2 separate regions of the Ovis aries genome follow, and region 1 is linked to region 2. A link is a contact called in public Hi-C data. All regions are on one chromosome and are shown on one strand. The core of a region is the stretch at or near the end of the contact, and the rest is flanking DNA. Distances in the headings are between cores, read along the strand shown.

The links. A called contact is a pair of places that touch in the nucleus more often than the background predicts.
Region 1: a contact with region 2 is called in a Hi-C map of liver, with 2.3 times the contacts expected there. The contact joins two enhancer-like sites. A contact is called at or near these places in 4 of 16 Hi-C or Micro-C datasets (liver, omental adipose tissue and tail adipose tissue).

Annotation. Positions count from the first base shown.
Region 1 is chr3:21,822,699-21,829,300 of ARS-UI_Ramb_v3.0, forward strand. No RefSeq gene overlaps it. Among named protein-coding and RNA genes, the nearest start is that of TRNAS-GGA, 250 kb to the right of the region's middle. Within about 2 kb of position 1,308, at least 4 of the 54 cell types and tissues checked have an H3K27ac peak or open chromatin away from gene starts, as enhancers often do. A contact at or near this core is called in liver, where this site is marked.
Region 2 is chr3:21,562,096-21,569,045 of ARS-UI_Ramb_v3.0, forward strand. The region is part of intron 2 of TRIB2 (tribbles pseudokinase 2); the gene reads left to right. Among named protein-coding and RNA genes, the nearest start is that of TRIB2, 13 kb to the left of the region's middle. Within about 2 kb of position 4,181, at least 7 of the 54 cell types and tissues checked have an H3K27ac peak or open chromatin away from gene starts, as enhancers often do. A contact at or near this core is called in liver, where this site is marked.

The DNA of each region.
Region 1 (6,602 bases), core at 58-2,557, 260 kb after region 2:
TATTAAAGGAAGAAATAGAACTTTACAGTAAACTCATTAATCTGACACAGCTCATTTTTTATGTGTCTGTCTAAACTCTCCTCTTAGAATCTGCTGGAATGAATCTAGCTGGGGCCTGGCCTGAGCATGGTGGTGGGGAAACTCATGACAAGTTTAAAGAGAGTGGGACCAAGGATGTTTGAATGCTGGTTTCAAAGACCAAGGACAAATGGACATCATGCTGGTCTTTATCAGGGCATTGATCAAAAATGGATGGGAAGAGACATGAAAGTCAGCTTAGAGACTTCCCTGGTGGCTCAGCGGTAAAGAATCCACCTGCCAATGCAGGAGACGCAGGATCAGTCCCTGGACCAGGAAGACTTCTCATGCTGCAGAGAAACTAAGTCCATGGGTCACAACTATTGAGCTTGTGCTCTAGAGCCTGGGAGCCACAGCTGCGGAGCTCATGTGCTGCAAATGCTAAAGCCTGTGTGCCTAGAACCGGTGCTCAGCAACAAGAGAAGCCATGGCAATAAGTCCGTAAACCCGCTCGCCACAACTAGACAAAAGCCCACATAGCATAGCTTAAAACAAATAGATTAATGATTTAAAAAAATAAAACAACTTTAAAAGTCAAAACTCAGGGCCAGGCACTCTGAGAAGAATTGGCTCAGATGCTAAAGAATCCACCTGCAATGCAGGAGACCCAATTTCAATCCCTGGGTGGGGAATATCCCCTGGAGAAGGGAATGGCAACCCACTCCAATATTCTTGCCTGGAAAATTCCATGGAGAGAGGAGCCTGGTGGGCCACAATCCATGGGGTTGAAAGGAGCTGGACACAGCTGAGTGACTAACACAAATGAGCGACTAACATGTAAGGATGCTAAAGATCAAAATATATGGACTAGGGATGGAAGAGCAGAGGAGGCAAACATGTCTGAGTTGCTTTCACAAAGTCCAAGGCCACTTTCCTAAGGATTCTTAACTCCTGTTAGAAGTGGGGAATGAGCTTTTCAGAGCTCAGAGTGCATCAGGATAGCACTGGCTGAGAGTGACAGAGCTTTGTTTTCTTCTTTGTAAACATGTAATAAATCCTCAAAACCTAAATGGGGAATATGTTCACAAGTATGTTCATCGCCTTCACTGTCACATTTTTCCTGGCTTTGCAGAGGTTAAAGGGATTATGGCATGGCAGCTTCCAAGCCTGGAAAAAAGAGGTAATCAAATTGGCTCACATCCCAGGGAAACTGTGAGGTCTTACTGAGCTTAAGTGCCAGCGGAAAGAAGCGTTTTGAAATGCAAACTGGGAGGGAAAAGTCCAGAAATTCTGTGACCAGGAACTGTCTCTGAGAAGCGACTTTAATCATAGGGTTTCCGCCCAACTCAGAAAGGTTACTCCCCTGGTTTCCTCCTCCAAGTTGTATAGAAAATAGGACATTGAGCCTCACATTGTATTTTTACCCTGACCTTGCCAGTCATCCTGACAAGATTTAAGAAACGCAGGAGGAGCGGTCACTGCCTGGCCATGGGCTGTGGAACAGCATAAAGAGGAAAGAAGGCTGCAGTGGGGATCCAAGGACCTAACTGGAGTCCAGGCCAACCAGCTTTAGCTCTTCCATCTCTAAAATGTTTACAGGGCATTCCTCAAGAGCAAGGACAGTATCAACTTTCCTATGTGTCCTCAGGCACAGTGCAAGTACTCAGTAAATAATTATTGAGATCATAAACAAGGAAACAAACAAATGATGTTCCAGATCATGGATGTGTTGGTGTTTGGATTACAATAAGATTATTCATAAGACTTTTAATAAAGTTATCATACACATTTTCTACAAGTTAGTATTCCATTAAACTTCATCCTTATAAAGGCAGGTTCCATGGGGGATAGAGGTTTAATCAATTGTCTATCCCTATCTATGTCTTCTCTTTCTACAGAATTCCTTAAACCAAAGCAACGAGCTCTGGCTGGATGGCAGGCAGGCACAGGGCTGTGCACTCTGAGAAGACTTGGCTCAGATGATAAAGAATCCACCTGCAATGCAGGAGACCCAGTTTCAGTCCCTGGGTTGGGAAGATTCCCCTGGAGAAGGGAATGGCTATCCACTCCAGTATTCTTCCCTGGAAAATCCCAAGGAGAGAGGAGGCTGGTGGGCTACAGTTACAGTCTATGGGGTCGCAAGAAGTCGGACATGACTGAGTGACTAACACTTTCACTTTCAGCTGGAGAGTAAACCAGCACCCTCTTGTCTGTGAGAAGCCCTTCTGTCCTCTTTGGAGGGCTGTGCAGCTCTGTGTCAGGCACTCAGTAAGAAGGGAAAAGGTCTGATAGGGTCCTCCTGTCGTTGTCATCATTCTGTGTCAGGTTCCCACCTATATCCCCCTTGACTTGGGGACCTCAGCGTGGGGCTCGGTAACAACCTAGAGGGGTGGGATGGGGAGAGAGGTGCAGGGATGTTCAAGTGGGAGGTGACATGGGTAAGCCTATGGCTGATCTGTATTGATGTTTGGTAGAAACCAGCACAATACTGTAAAGAAATTATCCTTCAATTAATATTAATAAAATCAAATAAATACAGCATAAGCTTAATTCAATAATTGGTGAGATAGCCATGTCTGTGTACTCATCAATAAAAGCATAAGTTCAATAGTAAGACAATGTCTATAACAGATAGGCCGAGTGCTTAGACGTAGGGGGAGTTCAAGGCCTCGAGTTGGCAGAAAATGCTTCCTGGGTCTATAGCCATAACACCCTGAACACGCCCGATCTCATCTGATCTCGGAAGCTAAACAGGGTTGGGCCTGGTTAGTACTTGGATGGGAGAAAAGCTTCTTGGATGCAGAGGTACTTGACATGCATCTTGAAAGCTGCTTTGTATTAAGGAAGAATGAGACTTGAAAACACTTCTGGAGTAAGGTCCTTGGGCAAGGAAAACCACAGAAATTCATGTATGATACATTCAGGATGAGCTTGGTGGCTGGGGGTGATTATGCAGGGAGAAGTGGAGATGAGAAAAGGCAGGTCAAGTGGGATTAGAAAGTGGTATTGCTTTTTTGCTGGTGATAGGAAGGCAGTGATTGAAGGCTTTTAAGGAGAGGAATGACATGACCAGACTAGGGTTTTAAAAAACATTATTCTGGTAACAGTGTTTGGAAAATGATTACACAGGCAAAGAGTAGAAATGGGAAATGAACATGGTTGGAGTGTGTTACCCACCTAAGCTCTGGAATGCATTCTTGGACCAAGACATCCCTGGGGTCAAAACGGTCAGGTCAAGGCACGTGGTCAAAACATCCTGGTCCTATTATACAACAGTTGCTTGGGAATCCAAACGATGAGTCAGTCGTTACTGGAAGGAGTCTCAGTGGTGATGTTTAGGAAAATTCTCTGCACACAATCTGTTTAAGGAGTGAAAAGGGCAAAACACTTGGAATAATGATGGCTGTGAATTTGTCCAAAAAAGCGATCAGATAAAATTGGGTCTGGGTAAAAGTTCTTCTAAGTCTTGAATGAACTACTTGATTCAAATGATTGTTTGTCAGACTAATCCCATCTACTCTTGACATACAGACAGGTGTATTAAGTGATGCCTGGAATATATGCATTTCTCCATAATCCTTTGGTGGGTTTACAAACACAGTTTGTGACAGCCTCTTCTTTTTCTACTTTTCATACATGGTTTTGGCTCCAGGTATCTTGTGAATGATTAGAGTGGGTCAAGTGAAGGGTATATTGCTGCAATCTGTTAAAGAAAAGCAAATCCCAGTGCCAAGAGCAGAGGAAAATTCTCCTGGGGAGTGAGCCAATGTCACTGTCTTTGCTTGGAGAAATGTGGCCAATAATTATATCCGAGCTGTGAAATAGAACGTTTTTGCCTCCTCCAGCTGGCAGAGGGATTTGGACCACATCTGTTAAATATTTATCAGTAGCGGATACTAGTTTATCTTAGTTTTACATTCATGCTCTGATCATCAGAATTTTTATCTCATTAATCTAGAAAATTGCTGGTGGAACCTGATTTCTCTTATGGAAACTGGTGTGCTTTGTAGATCAGCGGTAGGTAAAGAGTGAATGACCTTTGAGCAGATGAAATTGTACACATAGTGTGAAGATTTTCCCTCAGTTGTTATATAAACATTTATTTATTTTCTTTAGCAGCTCAAATCTGAATTGAACATTTGTAATCTTAGTTAACTTCCAACATATTGAGAAGGTGACTTAAAGGTAAAATTTTTCATAGAATAATTTATGCTTCATGACATAGGGCTATGGTATTTGTATCTCTTTAGAGTTGCTATTTTGATGAGGGAAATTTGGCTCTCTGAGCCAGTCTCAGAGAGTTTAACATTATGCCTTAATTCTCTCATCTTCTTCTTTTAACATTAACTGTAACTGGTATGACTCTAAACTTTATCATTTGAAACTACTACATTTAGTGAACTAGATATTCTTCAAAAAATCAACTATTTAATTTCTGGCAAGAATGTAACATGCATAACAGGTCAATGCATGTTGCATCCTGCATCAGACATAGACTGGCGAGTCAATTCACATGATAGTATACATGTTAGAATGTCATTCTCCCAAATCATCCCACCTCTCCCTCTCCCTCTGAGTCCAAAAGTCCGTTATACACATCTGTGTACTTTTCTTTCTGGCTTACTTCACTCTGTAAACCAGTTTCATCCATCTCAACAGAACTGATTCAAATGAATTCTTTTAACGGCTGAGTAATACTCCATTGTGTATATACGGTCATCATAAAAGAGAACATGATTCATTGCAAATAGAACTACCAATCTATCCATTTAAATGGTTCAGCTCATTAACTTTTCTTTCCGCAAACCTTTTTCCCAAATGGAAGAATTATCCTCCATGGATAGGTTGAGACAAGATGGCAAAGGAGAGACCGTTGCATCATAAAGTGATGTTCATGCTGCATATCTGTAAATGCAGCCATTCATCCCTTCTAGCCTTCCGGTTCCCCCTGATGCAAAACTGGGCTTCCCAGGTATCACAGTGGTAAAGAAGCAAGGCAGAAGTTCAGTTCAGTTCAGTCACTCAGCTGTGTCCGACTCTTTGTGTCCCCATGAATGGCAGCATGCCAGGCCTCCCTGTCCATCACCAGCTCCCAGAGTTCACCCAAACTCATGTGCATCGAGTCGGTGATGCCATCCAGCCATCTCATCCTCGGTCATTCCCTTCTCCTCCTGCCCCAATCCCTCCCAGCATCAGGATCTTTTCCAATGAGTCAACTCTTTGCATGAGGTGGCCAAAGTATTCAGTCTCAAGGGATGTAAAATTGGGACAATCACATCTGCCCTGGAGATTACACCATGGCGTTAGGAAGAAAAAAAAATGGTGACAATGGTGCTGATCCTGACAACTACAATAATATACGATGGGCACTTATTCCATTATAGGACTACACTATAAGCTCTGCAAACATTCATCATTTAAAGCTCATAGATGGGGAACACGTGTATACCTGTGGCAGATTCATGTTGTTGTATGGCAAAACCAATACAACATTGTAAAGTAATTAACCTCCAATTAAAATAAATAAGTTTATATTTAAAAAAACAAAAAAATTTAAAAAAGGAAAAAAAATAAGTAAAAAAAAAAAAATAAAGCTCTTAAGAAACCTATGAGGGAGGTGTATTTCCCATACTTGGAAAGCAGCTGCCAACTCCTGGAGTTTGATGCAATCAACAGCCATAACATGTGAATGTTTCCACAGATTCTACAAATGTGGAATGTCTACAAACATAGACATTCTTCTCTAACTATTCATTTCATCTTAGATAATCTGCTTCCTATCAGAGCAAATCATCAACTATGTGTTGAGTATCTGTGTAATCCAAGTCCTTGATAGAATGAAGAAAACACTTCCAGAGGGGGACGGGGCTTGGAGATAGCATTCAAGTGTGCATTCCTTCTGATCAAGGGCTGCACTATGTTTCAGGGAACTTTGGGAATATCAGATTGATTTTGCTTTTGTGAATAAGCACAAGGGTACATGGAGGAGGTTGAATTGAGGGACTCTAGAAGTTGTGTGCCCTAGATAACTCAATTTTATCTGTATACTTGGCAATAATGATATTTATTCTGCTGAACTGTTATGAAGATCAGCACTTAAGAAAGTGAATCATTGTGTAGAGCAAGGGTGAATATTTCCATCATACAAGCATGGAAACAGGCTCAGAGACACCACTCAAGGGTGCAGCCTGAGTGGTAGGACAAGGACTCTACTGAAGAACTCCCCAAATCAGATCTGCTTCTCCCACTTGTGATGTGCTGCCCTCCGTAGGAGTTTGATCCAATGAATCTCCACCATGCCGGCTATACCTCTGTCTTTCTACAACATTCATCTGCAACCAGAGTTATCACCTTCTTTGACTTTGGAAGAGATAGTCCCTTAATCAGGAGAAACGTGTCCAGATGACGGTGAAATCCACAGTTTCAATTTGACTCCTTCTCTATTTTCTCTTTCTCAGCATTATAACCAGACTCTATTTATACCCCAGCCCTGAATTCATGACCTCATCACCATTCTTCTGTTCCTCCTATTCCCCCAGACCTTGATTTCCCTTACCCACTTCCCACCCCCCAGTTTCCAGGTG
Region 2 (6,950 bases), core at 2,931-5,430:
GCAGAGCCCCAGAGGTGAGTGAGGGTGCTTGTCCAAGAGTCCACGCTGTTCTGGAAGCAAATATGGGCTGAATCTGTTGGGAAGATCCCCTGGAGAAGGGAAAGGCTAACCCATTCCAGTCTTCTGGCCTGGAGAATTCCATGGACTGTATAGTCCATGGGGTTGCAAAGAGTCAGACACGACTCAGCGACTTTCACTTTCACTGACCTCCTGTTTGATGGTGCGAACTTCTCCCCCAGGACTGCTTGTCTTTTATGGGGATATGTGTAAGATAATTCGTGTGTGATGGCAAAGCCAGAGTCCTTGATGTCACAGGGGCCGAGGAAGAAATGGTCACACATAGGAAACTACGATGCTTGGTCTGGAGTTACGTTTGGCTTATGCAGAAGAGTGTGACCCTTTCTAGAAAGAACTAGAAAGAAGTATCTGGTGTGAATGTGAAGCCAGGACACCACAGAAGCAGGTGGTGTCACGCTCAAAGGTGATGTCAACGTTCAGTCCTGAGGGGGCGGGGGTGGGGGGATGAATTGAGCCATTGGGATTGATATGTATATACACTGTTGATACTATGTATAAAATAGATAACTGATGTGAGCCATTGTATAGCACATGGAACTCTGAATGGAAGGAAATCCAAAGAGGGGATATGTGTATGTGTATAGCTGACTCACTGTGCTGCACAACAGAAACTAATGCAACACTGTAAAGCAAATCTACTCCAACAAAAATTAATTTTAGAAAAAGCTCAATCCTTTTTAACTTTGAAGAGCATTTTCCTTCTGAAAAAGACAGTGTAAGTGGCAGGTAAGAAGCTGGCCATCATCTGTTGCCACCGTATCTGAGAACCTGAGTCAGAGCAGCCCTGCCCCGCAAGGGGCCGTAGAGAAAGGAGAGCCCCTTGCCCCAGGCCATAAGGCGAGGCAATGGGCCGCACAGCAATAGGTGACCTTGCTCAAGGTCCCACAGTCAGTCTGATGATGGAGGCAGCCTAGAAATCCTGTCATTTCCTTCCAGAGCTCTTTCTCTGCCCTGATCCCCAGGGAGGCCCCAGTGGATTTGCTTTGAGAAGGTTGCTTTCCTTTTCAAGGACATCTTATACGTTTTCATTAGTAGGTGATAGGACCTTTCTCATTATCACCCAACCATCAACTTTTGGTAAAAGATGAATAATGCTTAGCAGCCTTCTTTCATCTTGTTTGGGCTTTAACCTCTCCATTTTGGACTGTAAGGCTGGTTTTGTCACTCAGGATATTCTAGTTCCCAGGGGCCACTGAGTTTCATGGCAGTCCCTTCGTTGGCCTGCACGGTGGGTGTATGGAGACCACTTCTGTATTTCCGAGAGGGACAGGAGCCAGGGGCTCTGGGATCTCTTCTGGGCCTTGCTGCTTGCAGCCTTCACTTTTGGTCCCAATCAATTGGACCTAATGAGTAGGTATTTCAATAGGACGAAAACTTCCTCCTCTCATAACAACGTGGAGGTATGAGAAACAACGAGTTGGAGGTGAAAGGCTTTGAAAAGTTAAAACAGTGGAATCTGGGTCTGTTTTCTGATTATTAAGGCATTGGTTCTGTGATGCCCGGGGTGGGGGTTGCATAGAAGAGACCTTAGGAAGCACTGCTTTATTAAGCTTCAAGCCACCAGACATCTCTTTTGTACTCGTCTGCATCAGTCTCTCTCCCTCTCTCAAGGATGTGCTTCTTGTTCTTTGATGATCTTGAAAGTGATCAAAGGGGAAAGCATTACATAGTGAAATTGGCTGATGCAAAGAGCCGACTCATTGGAAAAGACCCTGATGCTGGGAAAGATTGAGGGAAGGAGGAAAAGGGGATGCCAGGATGAGAGGTTGAATGGCATCACTGACTCAATGAACACAAGTCTGAGCAAACTCCAGGAGATAGTGAAGGACAGGGAAGGCGCATGCTGCAGTCCATGGGGTCGCAAAGAGTGACCAACAGGTGGTTCAGAGAGAGACCTGACTCTGGGTTGACTTCTTAGGCACAGATTTTCCACTCTAAACCATCTGTAACTCTCAAGCCCGTGGCCATCCATGGAAACATGCTTAATAGAACTGTCATCACCCTTAAGTCCAGCTTCCTACAAGTGGTTTTGCACACATTATACATGGATGACACCTGATATTCTATGATGACTTAATGCTAGGGTGCCTTCTGCCTCTGTGTTGAATCCGCAGCACCTCAGATTCTTCTGCTCCTGTTTTATTTGTTTACTGTTACTTTATTTACTTATTGGCTGCGCTGGGTCTTTGTTGCTGCTGGGCTGCTCTTTTGTTTGTTTTTGCGATGCACAGGCTTCTCATTGCGGTGGCTTCTCTTGTTGCAGAGCATGGCCTCTAAGCTCATGGCTACAGTAACTGCAGCATGCAGGTTCGGTAGTTATGGTGCTGAGCTTGGTTGCTTCTCGGCAAGTGGAGTATTCCCAGACCAGGGATCGAACCCATGTCCTCTGCATTGGCAGGCAGATTTTTATACATTGTACCACCAAGGAAGTCCTATTTATTCTGTTTACTTGAACTAGATTCAAATTCTGACTCTACCACTTGTTAACTACCTGATTAAGTCATTTCATACTTCTGGGCTGCACTTTCTTCAACGCAGAAATAATAGTTGCATCCCTAGAGGGTGGTTATGAGAGTTAGATGATCCTGTGACTCACAGGCAGGGCAGGTGCTCACAGTCAGTAGCTGGTCCGAGAGTCATCCATGGGGCTTCCCAGGTGGCGCTAGTGGTAAAGAACCTGCCTACTAATGCAGGAGATGTAAGAGATGTGGGTTTAGTCCCTGGGTTGGGAAGATCCCCTGGGGCAGGAAATGGCAGCCTGCTCCAGTATTCTTGCCTGGAAGAGTCCATGGACAGAGGAGCCTGAGAGGGCTACAGTCCATGGGGTCACAAAGAGTCAGACACAATTGAGCACACCAACTACTTAGAGTCATTGATAAAATGATACCCTTATGGGAGAGCTTCTCTGGTAGCTCAGTTGATAAAGAATCCTCCTGCAATGCAGGAGACCCCAGTTTGATTCCTGGCTCGGGAAGATCCGATAGAGAAGGGATAGGCTACCCACTCCAGTGTTCTTGGGTTTCCTTGGTGGCTCAGCTGATAAAGAATCTGTCTGCAACTCTTTGGGGCTCTGCCTGCAATCCCCTGGGTTGGGAAGATCCCCCGGAGAAGGGAATGGCTACCCACTCCAGTATTCTGACCTGGAGAATTCCATGGACTGTATAGTCCATGGGGTCACAAAGAGTTGGACATGACTAAGTGACTTTCACTCACTTAATGGGAGAGCAATTCCCAGAGAATGGAAAATGTAGCAACCATGTCCTTGAAGGTTGAGCCCTTGGGATAGAAAGGTTAGATTTTAGCCATATCCTCTCGTCTCCTTTGTTTAATTATAATCGCTGGATGCGTAGTAGGAGGGCAACTGACAGGTCAAGTACATATGGTGTGGAACCTGCTGCTCAGAAGGACTAGGCGGTTCATAAGCAGTGGGAAAGGGAAGGTGGACGAGGGCACTGGCAGGGTGGGAGAGAAGGGCTGATTCCACCCCTCCAGGCCTGGACCGGCCACGGCGCTCCCACCCCTGTTTTGCTGCCTCTCCTCTGGGCCGGGGTGTTTCTTTAGGGCTGAGCCTCAGCCACACTGTTTGTGTTTTGAGGAAGTTAAAGACCTACCCTAACTGAACTCGCCCTGGACACACCCTTTGCATCCCCAGTTCCTATAGTAAAATCTGAGATGGTCTGTGTGTAGTAAAATGTAGTAAATGTGATGTAGTAAAATCTGAGTAGGACTGAGGCCTCTAATCTGAGAAAGAGCAGTGCCTGAACCCCCAAAGGCTGCACCCGTGTTCTCCAGCCCCTCTCATCCTGCTCTGGGATTAAAGGGGTCTCCTGGTCAGGTCTTCTCCTTGAGGCCCCGGACCCAGCCTCCAAGGGACAAGGCTGATTGCTCCGCTGGAGTCCAGCCCTCTCTGGATTCCAGTCTGTTTCTCTTGCACTTCATCAGCTTAACGTTGACAAGTTACCTAACCTCTTCTGCCCCATTGGCTCATCATAACGGGAAGACTTTGCTCACGAAATTAAATGAATTAACGAAAGTGAACCTGTTGCTTGGTGTACAGTCGGCCATCAGCTGCTCTTAACCTCTCCTGGACTTGATTCATGTCTGGGCCTCTGGGTGACAGCTGGCCAGCCTGGTCAGCTGGATAGCTGACCTAGAACTTGAAGAGCACTTTAAGCTGCTGCAAGCTGCAGCTGCAGGGGGGCCCCTGAAGCATGTAGGGGTGGGGGAACATGGTGCCTGCAACAGTCCCCATTTGCCAGCCGAATCTTGCCTGTCCCTTGGAACAGGGCTCCTCGCCACCCTCCCTCCCCAGCCCCAGCTCCCTGCCGCCAACCACAATTCGGTGTTGACATTTTTTGCCCAGAAATACCCCCATGTGAACGAGACAGCTTCTGAACATGTTTCTTCTTCGGTTTGAAGATCTTTATCTCTTGACGTCACAGGTCTCATTTCCTCTGCTTTGTGGAAGCTGATCAGCGCCTGCTTCTGCCGGAGGGGAACTAGGACCCTGTGTAAGAACCCGGGGGATGGGGGGCGGTGTTTCCCTGGAACAAAAGCCCTCTTCAGGCGGGCACCGGGGGGGACTTGCACCTCCCTGCAGGGGGAAGGCCTCTTCCCTGCCACACCAGACGAGGTCAGTGCTCCCTTCCCCAGGCAGGTGTTGGTATGTGTATTAGTTCTCCCTTTAGATCTTTAAGGTTTTTCTTGCCTCCAGAGATGCTCCCATATCTAATAAAGTACAGAGGGCATTGGAGTCCTGGAGACCAGACTCTGCTTTCTTTCATTAATAGCAATATATATTAAGTTGTGGGCTTCCCTGATGACTCACGTGGTAAAGAGTCTGCATGCAACGCAGGAGACTCAGCTTTGATCCCTGGGTGGGGAAGATCCCCTGGAGGAGGAAATGGCAGCCCACTCCAGTATTCTTGCCTGGAGAATTTCATGGACAGCGGAGCCTGGAGAGATACAGTCCATGGGGTTGCAAAAGAGTCGGACACGACTGAGCTTGTACTCCCACGCATCCACTGAGTTGTAGGTTTGTTGAATTTTAGGAAAATTGCCATTCTGCTTTAAAGGCGATGGAGCTCCTGGAATTCTCTTGTTCGTGTTGACCCCTTGGATGTAATCAGGCACTGTCCATCCTTTGGGAAAGCTCCTCCCTCTTCACTCTTCTCGGGTCATGTCAGGAGCACTCATACTTGGATCTGTTACAGCGTATTTCCTGTTCTCCTCTTACTATCCGTGAGCATCTCCAGACTGTCCTCATCTCCTCCTAGCCTGGGACCTCATTGAGGTCGGAGGCTGTCTCCTGTGCACTGCTCCTGGAGCCTGGTGGGCATTGAGTGAATGAGAATTCCTTTTATGGACCAGGAGCAAGCTCAGATTGGGTTCTCATGTCAGAGCGAGAGAGGCAGGGAGTGTATTCATTTAATGATCATCTCAGTCATTGCCCAGATGGGAGCCCAGAAAGACTGAGACTTATGAATCTCCCTTGTAGACACCTTTTTTAAAAACTTTGTTTTTTACTGAACTACAGTTGAATTATAATGTGGTATCATTGTAGACGGGCTTCCCTGGTAGCTCAGACAGTAAAGAATATGCCTGCATTGTGGGAGACCCGGGTTCCATTCCTGGGTTGGAAGCTCCCCTGGAGAAGGGAATGGCTACCCATTCCACTATTCTTGCCTGGAGAATCCCATGGACAGAGGAGCCTGACGAGCTACCCCGGACTGGACCATGCCTGCAGCCTATGGGCACAAAGAGTCGGACACGACTGAGCGACTAACACTTTTTCTTTCATCATCATAGACACCTTTTAAAGAGAACTGTTTTCAAAGGTCCCTGTCAAGTAACAGATAAACCCATCATTCCCATTCTGATTTAATGATTTATGCAAAAGTGACATTTACTTAAGACACCATTATTTATGTCATGGTGGGTGTCTTTTTATTTATGAAGGGCTTCAGGTCATGATTAGAGGGGAGGGCTTAGAGATAGACTAAATAGTAGTCTATAGTAGGTATTCTTCAGCAGGGCTTCTGGCTAGGGTATTGGGGCTTACTAAATTAGCTGACAGTCTAGACTGGGAACCACAGGCAAGTGGAGCAGAGAGCACAGTGGTGAGATTTTTTCGATTCCTCCATTTGGCCTTTTGCCCTTGGCCCGCCTTCGCTGACATGGGTTGGGGATAATGAACATAGAGTGTCCAGCACAGATATACTTCAGGGACTTGGGATACCTGTCATTACTGCTCTGCATAATCCTCTGCAGCTTGGAGCCTCATATTCCAACAACCTGGAGATTTGTTTATTTGTTCAACAAATATTTATGGAGTACAAAGGATTATATGTGCCTAGCACTAGTCTAGGTGCTGGAGATACTGAAATACTGGATGAAACAGAAGCCCTGCTCTCACGGGACTTACATTTCAGTGAAATAATATCTAGGATCCAGCATGTACCAGGCCCTGTTCTAACCAAAACACATAAATGAATGAATTTTATCCAAATTAATTACTATAATTATTTATTTACTTTTTTTATTGGAAGATAACTGCTTTACAATGCCATGGTGGTGTCTGCCATACATCAACTCAAATGAGTCATAATGTTATATATATATATATATATATATATATATATATATATCCCCACTCCCTGCAGAGCCTCCCTCCCTCTAGAGGAAGGAGAGGGTAGAACAAATTGAGAGAGTAACATTGACATAATATACACTATCCTTGTAAAATAGATAACTAGCAGGAAGCTGCTGTATATCACAGGAAGCCCATTCTGGTCCTCCGTGATGACCTAGAAGGGTAGAATTACTGTATTTAAATCAAGTTATTTGATTTAAACCAAGCTATTTGATTTGAG